Regions from separate parts of the Capsicum annuum genome. Here region 2 is linked to region 1. A link is a contact called in public Hi-C data. All regions are on one chromosome and are shown on one strand. The core of a region is the stretch at or near the end of the contact, and the rest is flanking DNA. Distances in the headings are between cores, read along the strand shown.

What was found. A called contact is a pair of places that touch in the nucleus more often than the background predicts.
Region 2: a Hi-C map of placenta shows a contact between it and region 1, with 2.7 times the contacts expected there. The contact joins two enhancer-like sites. A contact is called at or near these places in 2 of 5 Hi-C or Micro-C datasets (leaf and placenta).

The regions. Positions count from the first base shown.
Region 1 is chr4:36,829,034-36,834,996 of UCD10Xv1.1, reverse strand. No RefSeq gene overlaps it. Among protein-coding and RNA genes, the nearest start is that of LOC107869728, 330 kb to the right of the region's middle. Within about 2 kb of position 1,891, at least 3 of the 5 cell types and tissues checked have an H3K27ac peak or open chromatin away from gene starts, as enhancers often do. A contact at or near this core is called in leaf, where this site is marked.
Region 2 is chr4:36,930,491-36,936,833 of UCD10Xv1.1, reverse strand. No RefSeq gene overlaps it. Among protein-coding and RNA genes, the nearest start is that of LOC107868042, 340 kb to the left of the region's middle. Within about 2 kb of position 2,138, at least 5 of the 5 cell types and tissues checked have an H3K27ac peak or open chromatin away from gene starts, as enhancers often do. A contact at or near this core is called in leaf, where this site is marked.

The sequences.
Region 1 (5,963 bases), core at 642-3,141:
GCACGCTTTGTTGCACAAGGATTTTCACAACGGCCTGGTGTCGATTATGATGAGACATATTCACCATTTATTGACACAATAACATTGCGTCATATTATTAGTTTCACTATCCATGAGAGACTTGAAATACATTTGATGGATGTGGTAACAACCTATCTATGTGGATCACTTGATAAGGAGATATACATGAAAAATTTTGAAGGATTTAAAATGCCGAAAACATATAGTACAAAGCCTCGAGAAATGTATTCCATTAGATTGCAAGGATCATTGTATGGTTTGAAGCAATCTGAACGCATGTCGTATAACCATCTTAGTGAATATTTATCTAAAGAAGGTTATACGAATGATGAAATTTATACATGTGTTTTCATAAAGAAAACAACGTCAGAGTTTGTTATGCTTGCTGTCTATGTCGATGACATAAACCTTATTGAAACGCCAATAGAGCTTGAAAAGATAATTGATTACCTAAAGAAAGAATTTGAGATGAAAGATCTCAGAAAGACAAAGTTATGCCTTGGTTTGCAAATTGAGGATTTGACAAACGGTATCTTTGTCCATCAATTTGCCTACATAGAAAAGGTGTTGAAACAATTCTATATGGATGGAGAACATCCATTAAGTACTCTGATGGTTGTTCGATCACTTGATGTGAATAAGGATCCATTTTGACCTCAAGAAAAGAATGAGGAACTCCTTGGTCCTGAAATTCCATATCTTAGTGCAATTGGTGCACTAATGTATCTTGCAAATACTATAAGGCCTGGTATTTTCTTTTCAGTAAATTTGCTAGCAAGATATAGTTTTGCTCCTATTAGGAGACATTGGAATAGGATCAAACGCATATTATGGTATCTAAAGGGGACAACCGATATGGGCTTATTTTATTCTAAAGATTGCAGTTTCGATCTTGTTGGTTATGCTGATGCTGGGTACTTATCTGACCCTCATAAAGCTCGGTCTCAAATAGGCTATGTATTCATATGTGGGAGTACTGCCATATTTTGGAGATCAACAAAGCAATCTATCGTAGCCACTTCATCGAATCATGCTGAGATTATAGCTATTTATGAAGCAAGCCGAGAGTGTGTGCGGTTGAGGTCCATAATACATCTCATTCGAGAAAAATGTGGCTTGAAATGTGACAAAGTACCCACAATTTTATATGAAGATAATGCAGCATGCATAACATAACGAAAAGATGGATTCATAAAAGGAGATAGAACGAAGCACATTTCGCCAAAGCTCTTCTATACATATGAGCTCCAAAAGAATGGTGATATTGACGTACAACAGATTCGTTCAAGTGACAATGTGGCTGATTTATTCACCAAGTCTCTTCCAACTGTAACTTTTAAGAAGATGGTGCACAAGATCGGAATGCAAAGATTCAAGGATGTTCTTATTAGGAGGAGTTAATACGCGTTGTACTCTTTTTCCCTTACGAGATTTTGTCCCACTGGATTTTTCTTGTAAGGTTTTTAATGAGGTAGCCTATATGCGTATTGTTAGACATTCAAGGGGGAGTGTTATGATATATATTAATTATAGTGAATGTCTATCAAGATCTATTTGATGTCTATCAGGATTTAATGTATTTATCTTTTAGTGTAAAATTAGGGACAAATTCTCCTTATAAATAAAAGAGTTTCCTTCATTATAAATCATTCCTCAAGAGAAGAAATAAAAATCACTCTCTTTATTCTCTTTATGATTCTTCTTGTTCTTTATTATTTTATAACTTGAAAGTATTAATAGTAATATATAATTCTAGTCGAAAGTTCTTAATAAAATAAATCCACATTAGACCAGGACAAGAAGTCACTGAATGGTGGGACCATAAAAGCAAGCTGCCGCAACACGTTTCTCATAATGAAATCATTCATCAAATCTTTTTACATGATGATTTACACAATAAGACAAATGCATGCCTAATGAGACTCAAGTGCTCTTGGATTATTAGCCTCGAAAAAAGTATACAATTATTGACTAGTGAAAAAGATATCAGTTATTTCCTACTTTTCTTTTTCTTCTTCAATTTTCTTACTTGTTTCTATTATTTTGGGGGATTTTTCCAGTGATGTATTTGAGAATTCACATCTCACTATCGGTGCCATATAAACGGATGAAATTCAGTTTGGATGGTTCAAAGAGTTGAACTAATAACTAGGGATGGACATGATATAATATGATATTGTATTTAAAATTTTAGTATTTAGTTTTTAAAAATATTATACCATTATCGTACCATATTAATTTGGTATGGTGCAGTATTTTAACGTTTGGTTTTATTATTTTGCGGTATGATAATTGATAATCATAATTTATTTAACTTTGACAATATATATTCGTATACTAGAGTATTATTACTTCAACTTTTCAAAAACATGTGTTAATTGTATCATAAAAATGCATTACACATGTAGAAATATTGAAAAAGAAGTACAAACAATTCCTTTTATTAGTCAATTGCACTAAAAAGACATTTCAATCAAGATAGAATAGTGAAAGTTTCAAAGTTTAAATATTTTTATACTAATACTAAGTATTTTTTATTGTGTGTGTATATATATATAAAAGTTACTTATGTAACTATATATATTTCAGTATGGTATTCGGTATTTCGGTATGTCATTTGTAAATAACGTATATCATACCATATACCAAAAAAATTTAAAATATATACCATATACCATACCAAATACCATAATACCAAAAATCACGATATCAAAAATTTCAATTCGATATGATAATTCGATATATATGATACCATGCCCACCCCTATTAGTAACTACTTAAGGCAATCAAAGTCCCCCAAAAGACACTTGGGAGATTCTAATTAAAAGGAATGGATCAAGACTCAATCAGGAATTTAGATTCAAAATTTTAATCTTCAATACATAGATTCGTTTTAAGATAAGTATAAGTTAACTCAAATCTCTTTATCTAAGCTTTCAGACCAACCCCTAAATTTTAAAAGATATAAATTGGCCCAAAGTAGTAATAAATAGCAAAATAAATTAAAATAAATGGATTTATTACATGCTTTTTCGTGTTTAATAAGTTGTTCATGAAATGTTAACAAAATTATTTTCACAGATATTTAACGATTATCCATTTTGTTCTGGATTAAGCAAGTCTAATTTACAGAATTATTGTTAGGCTAACAAAAAAAAATGACAATTAGGGATCTATTGGAATTCTCACATTTATTTAAAAGATGATATTTTGAATGGGTCGGACCAATAGAATGAATTGAATGAATTCTGTATTATGAACTTTGTATTGCACACATAACAGGATCTAGGAAGACATACACAGAAAGAAATAGAGAAATTCAAATGAAGAAATCAACTATGAAAGGAAAGATGAATCAATGAGGGATATATCATATTCTATTTCTTTGAATCTGCCGAATCTTGTCTATTTGAATTCTCTAGATTCGAATTCGACTTGAGGTTTTCAATAATTAGTCAAGTATACCTTTCAAGTAAGTATAGACATTCAAATTCTTTTGAACTTAAGTAAAAATAATAAATATATTATTTTAAAGGCATTTATAAGTAATCTAGGAAAACACTATAACGGTTGAATGGAGGGAAGGGGGGAGGGGGGGTTCGACGGTGGTGAATGGTCAAAGGTTGGGGTGTTAGGTAGGTGGGAAGGAGACACATTTGGGATAATGTCACTTATAGAATTTGTTTTTCTTATTTTTATTAGTTTATTTTTCTTATTTTAAGAATTTTTTTTTTTTTGAAAAATTATTTTCAAAAATTTTGACCAACCAAACAAGAAAAATTTGAAAAGTACTTTATAGAAGTTATTCTCCTTCGTACCAGAACACTCAAAAACATTAGAAAAAAACTTATATTTTTAAATTATAAAAATAAAAATATAAAATCATATTCCACTTTTTTTTTTAAAAAATAAAAATCAAAACCTGGCCAATAGACCTTTTATTGCTTAATAAAAAATAGGAAAAATGACCATTTTTAAAATAAATAGTCCAAGTTTGACATTTTGTCAAAAAAGAGCCAGTCAACTATTTTATTTCCACATTATAGCCATTTTCTAATTTGGGTTATTTTGGCTCTTGTTGTTCAAATACAATTTATATACAATATTGATACAGTCTATTTACAATACCAATACAGTTTCCAACTTGGGTCATTCTATCCTTTTCTAAATATATATATATATATATATATATATATATATATATATATATATATATATATTTATAAAATGTATAAAAATTATATAATTGTTATATAAAATGTGTAAAAAACTATACAATTTTTGAATAAATTGTGTATTGAAACTATATATTATTTTCGTATAGAATATTTATATGTATAAGATATGTATAGAAGCTCTATAGAATATGCATAGAAACTGTATAAAACAAGCCAACAAATTAAAATAGCTAGAAAATGGAATTTGAATTTCATGGCCTTTTCGTGGAATTAATTTCGCCCTAGTGGCCATTTGTGTCTTTTTCCCTAATATGTACAAATATCATCAGCTGCTGTTTATTGTTACCCATGGAATGAAATGCCAAGCTCTCGACACTATCTCTTCCCATTTGTATGTCAGATCTGAAGCTTCTATTAATTTTATACAACTAATATGATACCCCTATTTATTTCTCTATATATGATTGAATCTCACTAAAATTAATGCCTCAGTCATATCAGTTTAAGAAATTATACCCTACTAGCATGGTTACAATTAATTAATGTCAATATTTGGGCTGTATATTTGTGAAATTGCTGAGCTTTAACTTTTTATTTTGTGTTGAACCTCCCATACATGATAATCTGTGTTTTTTGGGAGTAGATGATCAGAATATTTATAAAATACTCTCAATATGATGCTTTCCTTTTTAGTCTTTTGATTCTCATATATGGTGTTTACTGCTAATCTAGGATTAGAATGCTCTTTGCTTTCCTAGGTAACTCTAAGAAGGTGTTGAAAATTTTATACCTGCAAAACTAAAACAATAATTAGTTAAAAAAATCTTATAGTGAGTTTTCTTCTCTGTATGTGTGCTAGATCTGAATCATGTTTCTTTTAAATAATTCTCTTAGTCTCTTAATAATCATCACAGTGTTGTAACGACTCTATCATTTTTCTTTCACCATTTTAGTAAGGGCTATAGAGTCAGTTTCAAGAATTAGAGAAAGTAATTGATATTGTACACAATATTCATAGCTCTCCTTTATTGCAATGCTTCTGCAAAAATGCTTGTTCTTGCTTGAATTTATCTACTGTAAACATATCTTATATTTTCATACCCATTCGCTATACAAAATGCAATTGAACTCATCCCATGATTCCCTCTTGATGCACCATTCGAGCTACATTTGTACCATCTAAGATTTGAACTTTTCCATACCACTAAGATAGTCTTCAACTGAGCTCTGTAATTTTGTAAGAAATCTACCAAAAGTGTCCAGCTAGATGATATTTCCTTCAGCCAAGGAAATTTGTTGATGGTTAAGTGGTGCAAATTCACATTTGTTTCATACATAACTCTATTGATTGGCATTGATCTACCATGATTTATTCTATTCCTCTTCTTCCACAATTGCCAACAAATCAATCTAGGTATATCTTGAACAATTGGTTTAAACCTAGTAGACACCTCTACATTCCACCCATTTGACCAGTGTTTGATGGCATTGTACAAAAGGACCCTAAACTCCGGCAGTTAATGCATATTAGTTCCATACTCTAAAAGCAGCTTCACCAAAAATAAATAAATAATGCACTGTTTTTAGGTAAGAGTTTAAACAACATTTGCATCTTGAAACTAAGTTAATCGTAAACCTTTGCAAAATGTCATTAACAGACATTTTAAATTTCCACAATTCTTATATAAAATATTAATTCTAAAAAGAACACCTTTACTCCATATGAACTTTCAGTGATCTTCAACCTTTTCTCTATGCCTGATC
Region 2 (6,343 bases), core at 889-3,388, 100 kb before region 1:
GTATCATACCATCGAGTGGATACCAAATATAACCAAATACTCAAGAAATTTTTATTCTTTTATTTTAATACTCAAGAACTCTATCAAAACTGTAATGTTTCAGTTTGTGAACTTGGGTTTGGGATTTGAGTAATATGAGTTTAATTAATTTAGGTGGGTCTTGGTCGGATTTAAAGAGGGGATTGTGTAATTTTGACTGAAATTGGGTTATTTTAGTTGATTTAAGAGTTTTTGCTTTTAAACGAGGGATATGTCTGAATATTTTGATCAGCAAGATATTTTTAACCTTATGAAATTTAATGCATTCACACCTAGTGAGGTCTGAGAAGGGTAAAATATATGAAGTTTATAGCACTACTTTCAAAGAACTAGAGAGGTTGTTTCCCATAAAACCCCAATTCAGTATCAAAAAAAGTAAAAAAAAGCGAAATAAAATAAGAAACAAGCTGAAATAACAGAAATAAAACACCCATAAAGTAATATTATACAATAACAAACTAAAGGCACACACCTCACCCAAACCCTCCCAACTAGAAGCTTCAGCCTATGTACAAAGCCCTAAGACTACTAGCCCAACCATACTAAAGCACTCCTAACTACTAGCTACAAATAATCCACACACACTAATCCTCTATCATAATCCATGTTCTCCATACATTTCCATCTGAGGTCATACCCTCAATAAGCTGTAACCGCTAATCAATATACCGAAAAGATATTTCAATCATGTTTAATATATAAATTATTGTTTGTATATTTAATCAATATGTAAATAATGTATATTTCTTGACAATCATTTTGATTGACGGCTATACAATATAAAAACCTTTATGTCAAAACTGGTTGAATCAATAAAGTGTCAGAATTTGTCTAATTTTTGTTTTAGGTTCAATGTGTGAATTAGTTTTTGCTTAATACTAGATCATAACTAGACCGGTCTAATGAAAATTTCTTTGTCAATTGTTAATTAACAAATAAAATTAATAAATTATTTTTCTTTTATTTATTAATCTTTTAAATCAAACAAATCATACCCAGTAAGTACATACTCTTTTGTTTTGTATATTTTGCAAGTTCCTAATTGAATACTCCCCCGTTTTGATATTAGTTGTCGAAATTTACTTTAGACACTTTTGAAGAAATGATAAATAAAAATTAGTTTTATCTAATCTATTCTTAATTATTTTAATATAATTAATATTATTTACTTTTACAAATAATTTATTTTAGAAAAATAAAAAAGATAATTCTATCTTGATTTTATAAACTATTATTGACATCTAATAGTTATAGTAATATTGACAATTAATATGTGTTAAAAGTGACAATTAATATAGTAACTAACAAAGTTGTTTCTTTTTTCCCGTTTTTCGAATTCAACAAGCTCTTTAATTTAAAATACGGAAAAAGTATAAATATATCTCCGAACTTTAATAAATGATACAAATATATTCTTCACTATATTTTGGGTATAAATATCCTTATCGTTAATGAAAAGATACAAATATATTATTATCACTAACAGCAGGACACGTGTCACTATCATATTCGTTTGCCCTTTTTAATTTATTTTATCGCCAAATAATTAAACCCACGCTAAATTATAACCCATACTCCATCCTAATGAATTCGACCCGACCCGATCTAATAGAGAATTCAACCGATACAACAGATGCATCTCTAGAATGATCAACATCACAAGATTGAACTCATGTTGAAAGTACTTCAACTCCAATCAGTTGAAAAACTCGACATTTTTCTTCATTTCATGTTTTATTCAGCACAATGATATTCCTTAATTTGCAATCTAAACAAGGAACAAGATCAATAATAATTATAGTCCTGATGTACTTATCCTCAAATTGTACAACATGTTATTCAGGTTGCATAAATGATTGTAATATAGCTTTAGCTTCCTTATTCATCTGGCCTGAAGAGTACCTCCCTGTAATGTCCCGACTATTTAACATCTCATAGAGTGATATCCTTTAATAGAATACTAATATCACGAGCACGTTTATTCTAACAACATCCAGAGTTAACATAGCTTTTCCTTGTGATTGTCTTAATAATGTTGAATACTGGGGTCATGTATTTACATATAATGTTCGTGCCAATGATAGAGATGTGGGAATAGAGACGTGTCTTTTGTGTTGCTTGAATTCTCTATGAGATTGGGTCGGGTCGGATTTATTAGGACCAGATATGGATTATATATAATTTAAGGTGAGTTTAATTATTTGGGGATAAAATAAATTAAAAAGGACAAACGAATATGATTGTGACACGTGTTCCGCCGATAGTGATAAGGGTATATTTGTACCTTTTCATTAACGGCAAAAGGAATATTTCTACCAAAACTATGACGAGAGGTATATTTGTACCATTTATTACAGGTCGAGAGTATATTTGTACCTTTTTCATTTAAAATATGCAGTTGATTCTGTATTACATAAAAGGGTGTCTTCTAATTTTTTGCCCAAATTTAAGTGAATTCATGTATTTTTACTAGCTAAATTTTATAATTCTAACTATTTTGTTGAGTGGGATTAATTATTCAAGACCCTGCGTACCACCTACTATTATTTGCTAACAACTATTTCGTTTCTTTCTAATTTTGAAGTTGTTACTATGCTAGATTTTTTTTTTTGTGTGTTTAAAAATTCTATGTTAGTGTCCAAACAAGATACTTTTAGGCTTTTAAAAGGTGTGAAAATAAAATATGAATAGGTATTTTTTTTTTAAAAAAACACCAAAAAAGGATACAATTTGAATAAGCACCTTTTCGGTTTGGATGGTTATGACCGTTTTAATAGGTTGTGACTTTTTCGAAGAGTTGTACCTTTTTCAAATAGTTACACCTTTATAAAGGAAAGAACCTTTCTGAACCATCACTTCTCTTCATGAAACAACACCTTGATGACTATAAATATCTAAACTTTTCCTCAGGTACAGATACAAAATTTTTGAAGAAGAAAACTCTCCTCTTTCTTGAAAAAAACTCTAGTATGATTTGCTATCGTTGAGTGCATTTGTAATTCGACAGAGTTTTAGGTGTTGCTATTCTATCGAATTGATTCATTTTATCCCGAAAGGACATATTCCATAGTCTCAGGCACTTGAGGGAGGGGGGATTGTTTCTATAAGGATACACCATGAATTTGGTAGACTTGAATCTTCTAATCTTCATCTTTTTCTAAATGTTTGATTTGCTATTTTTCAGAAAATAGTTGAACTTCATTTGTTGATGTTCATAAGCTGGGTTGGACTTATTGTTGAAGTTAAAAGTTGTGAATATAGAGTTACAACTTCATTTGATTGTTCATATGATTAGTTTGAACATGTGTTTGAAGTTCTTATTCTAAAATACAGATTTTACTAAATCCACAAAAACCAACAATCTTAATGAAATTAGATGATAAGAAAATATTTATTTTTTGTGTTTGTTTGGTGGAAAAAACTAAGTGCTTGGTTAATTTGTATTGGGTCAGATTTTGTGGAGACTAAAATCTTTTGATTTCTACTCCCTCGGTTAGAAGGATATAAAGCTTCACCGAGAAATCAGTGTAGGAATTTGTTTTGAAGAATATAAAAACTTTACCAATTCGCTAAAATCTCTGTGTTGATTTTTGAAGTTTAAAATCTGTGGTGTTTCACTCTGCTTGAATTTGATTCTGATTTGAAGTCATAAAAACTTTGTTAGGTATAAAATTTATTTGGTTGATGATTTGAAGATATAAAAACTTCATCATTGACTAGAAACAGGTTGATTAAAGATTAAAATTTTTATTATTAGTATTCTGAAATACTAAAGTGTATGTCAAAAATTGATAGAAAAATGACAAATAAAATAGAATAATAAATTGATTTGGTTGCGAGTGGTGTTATCCCAATGACATCAATGTTGCATCATTCAGTCGTTCAGATATTACTCTAGTAATGAAAATGGCAAAGAAATTGAAAAAATATTTTGATGTAAACTTCAAAGGTAGAAAATGAAGTCATTTTGGCTGACCAAATTTAAAATGCAAATGTTCACAAGTATATATCCTCATATTTCAAAAAAAAAGTAACGATTGAAAAATAATTATCTGAATTGAAAGATCTTGTGAGTTATCCCAATATAGAAGACGATAATGAATTGAATGAGAAATCATCAACGATGATTGCAAATCCTGCTAAGGACGATGCTCCTAATAATAAGAAGAGGAATTCTTCTAGACAAAAGAAAGAGCAAAACAAGAAAAAGTTCAAATACAGGTGCTACAATTGTAGTTATGTTTGCCACAATGCTCTACATAGTCAAGTTTTGAATAAAAACAAGAAAAGTGATCAGATAAACATGCTGGAAACAACTGAAAAGATTAAAAATCTATGTGCTATGATCATTGAATGCAATCTAATTAGAAATCCAAATAAATGGTGGTTTGATTCAAGAGTCACTAGACATGTTTGAGCGGACAAAGAAGCTTTTGCTACTTATGATACTGTTAATTCCAAAGAAGTGATATTCATGAGAAATAATGAAACAACCAAGTTTGAAGGAAGTGGAAAGATATTGTAAGAACCCATAAGATCCTAGCTCATTTCATCTTACTATTGTATGTTAAAGAGGTCCAAGACTTAGAGAATTTCACTAAGTGTTAAGACTTCGTTATTTCCAAATCTCCTTACACTTCGATGATTCCATTTTTGGCCTTCCCAACCTTAGGATGTTAATTTCTAAGTTGTTTCATGATCGGGGTTGTCAATAGTTCATCCCGGGTGGGTTTTGGATTTTTTGGATGACGTTTATGACTTGTTTGGATGATAAAAAAAGCGAGGCTCTACAATATGGCTGTGGCGCATTAGGTATAGCATCGGTGGGGAGAAACGCGGTGCGTCTTCTATTACATTGACAAAGCAACATGGCGCGTCGCCTATCGCATTGACAGAGCAACACGACGCATCATATTTTGCGTCGGGCAGTCCAGTTCAGTTTAATGAGTTCAGGTCCTCGGAGGTAATTGAGTCATTTTCCTCACCCCATCCCAGCCATAACACGGGATTTATGGTCCTAAAAGGTAAAATTGATCATTCTTTCACAAATTCTCTCAAAAAAAAGTAATCCTCTCTCAAGAACAAACTCTAGCCTCTTCAAAATTCAAGCTCAAGCTTTAAGAAATCACCAAGAACTTTCACTAATTCTTCAGTAAAGGTATGTTAGATGTTCATTCATGGGTCTTTATCACCCATGGAGTCCAAGAACCCATTTTCAAGATTAAAGTTATGATTTTTACTTGTTATTATGAATTATCTTCATGTAGCTATTATGAACTTGGATTTCAAATTATGTTTATGATGTGGTTTCATCGAAATTAGCCTTGACACGTTTGAATGGTTCTTATTCACTTGTTAAATCTTTATCCATGATTTTAGTATTGCAATTATGCTATTATTACATGTTTAAACTATTTCCATGCTTAAGCCCATGAATTCCAAGTGTTTGATGAAATGCCTAAATGATTGAGCTTAAACAATGACTACTTATTATGGTTTTCAAGGCTTTAGTATGTCCTATTGTAATTGTTATCGAGTCTTGGGGATTATGAATACCCAAAATTTAGCTGTTTACCTTGTTTTCAGTATCTACAGAATAATTTGAGTCATACTATGAGTAATATAATCTAGTCAGTTAATACAGTCACTTGTGGGTTTAGTTAAGCTTAATACAGTCTAGTGATCAGTGTCAGTTCAGTTGAGAGTAAGATTTAGCACCGAGTGAGCCTAGAGATAGGGTTATTCCTACCAGATTAGGGTATGACCCTTAGTAGAAATCCCTGAATTACAGATCTATGTAGCTAGCATAGGTTGAGATATCTTTCTTCCATTTTAGGGTTGGATCAAATCTCATGAGTACTCCTGCCAGATTAGGGTGATCTTTAGTCCTTCGGACACCAGTTTAGTAGATACACACAACCATTGTCCGTACCCGTGGCATGGTACTGACACCCTTCCAACTGGGGTCACAGGTTGTGACCCTAATCAACTTAGAATGGGGCATGCCGGTTAGTTGATACCTCCCATAGTCTTAGTCCAGTATTCAGTATGATTCAGTTCAGGTTTATATTGACCATAACATACTATTATAAGTTATTCAGTTATCAGGTTCCTGTATTTCAGATTATAAACTATTTTAGAATTATTTTATATGCTTGATCATGCATTTTCATATTTTACAGCATTCATGCATTCATATCAGTAATTCAGCTGTCTCATGCTATTTATTCAGCCAGTTATTACTCATGCACATAACCCATGCATATTAGCCTAACCTAATCTAGTATACTATTACATTCAAAGT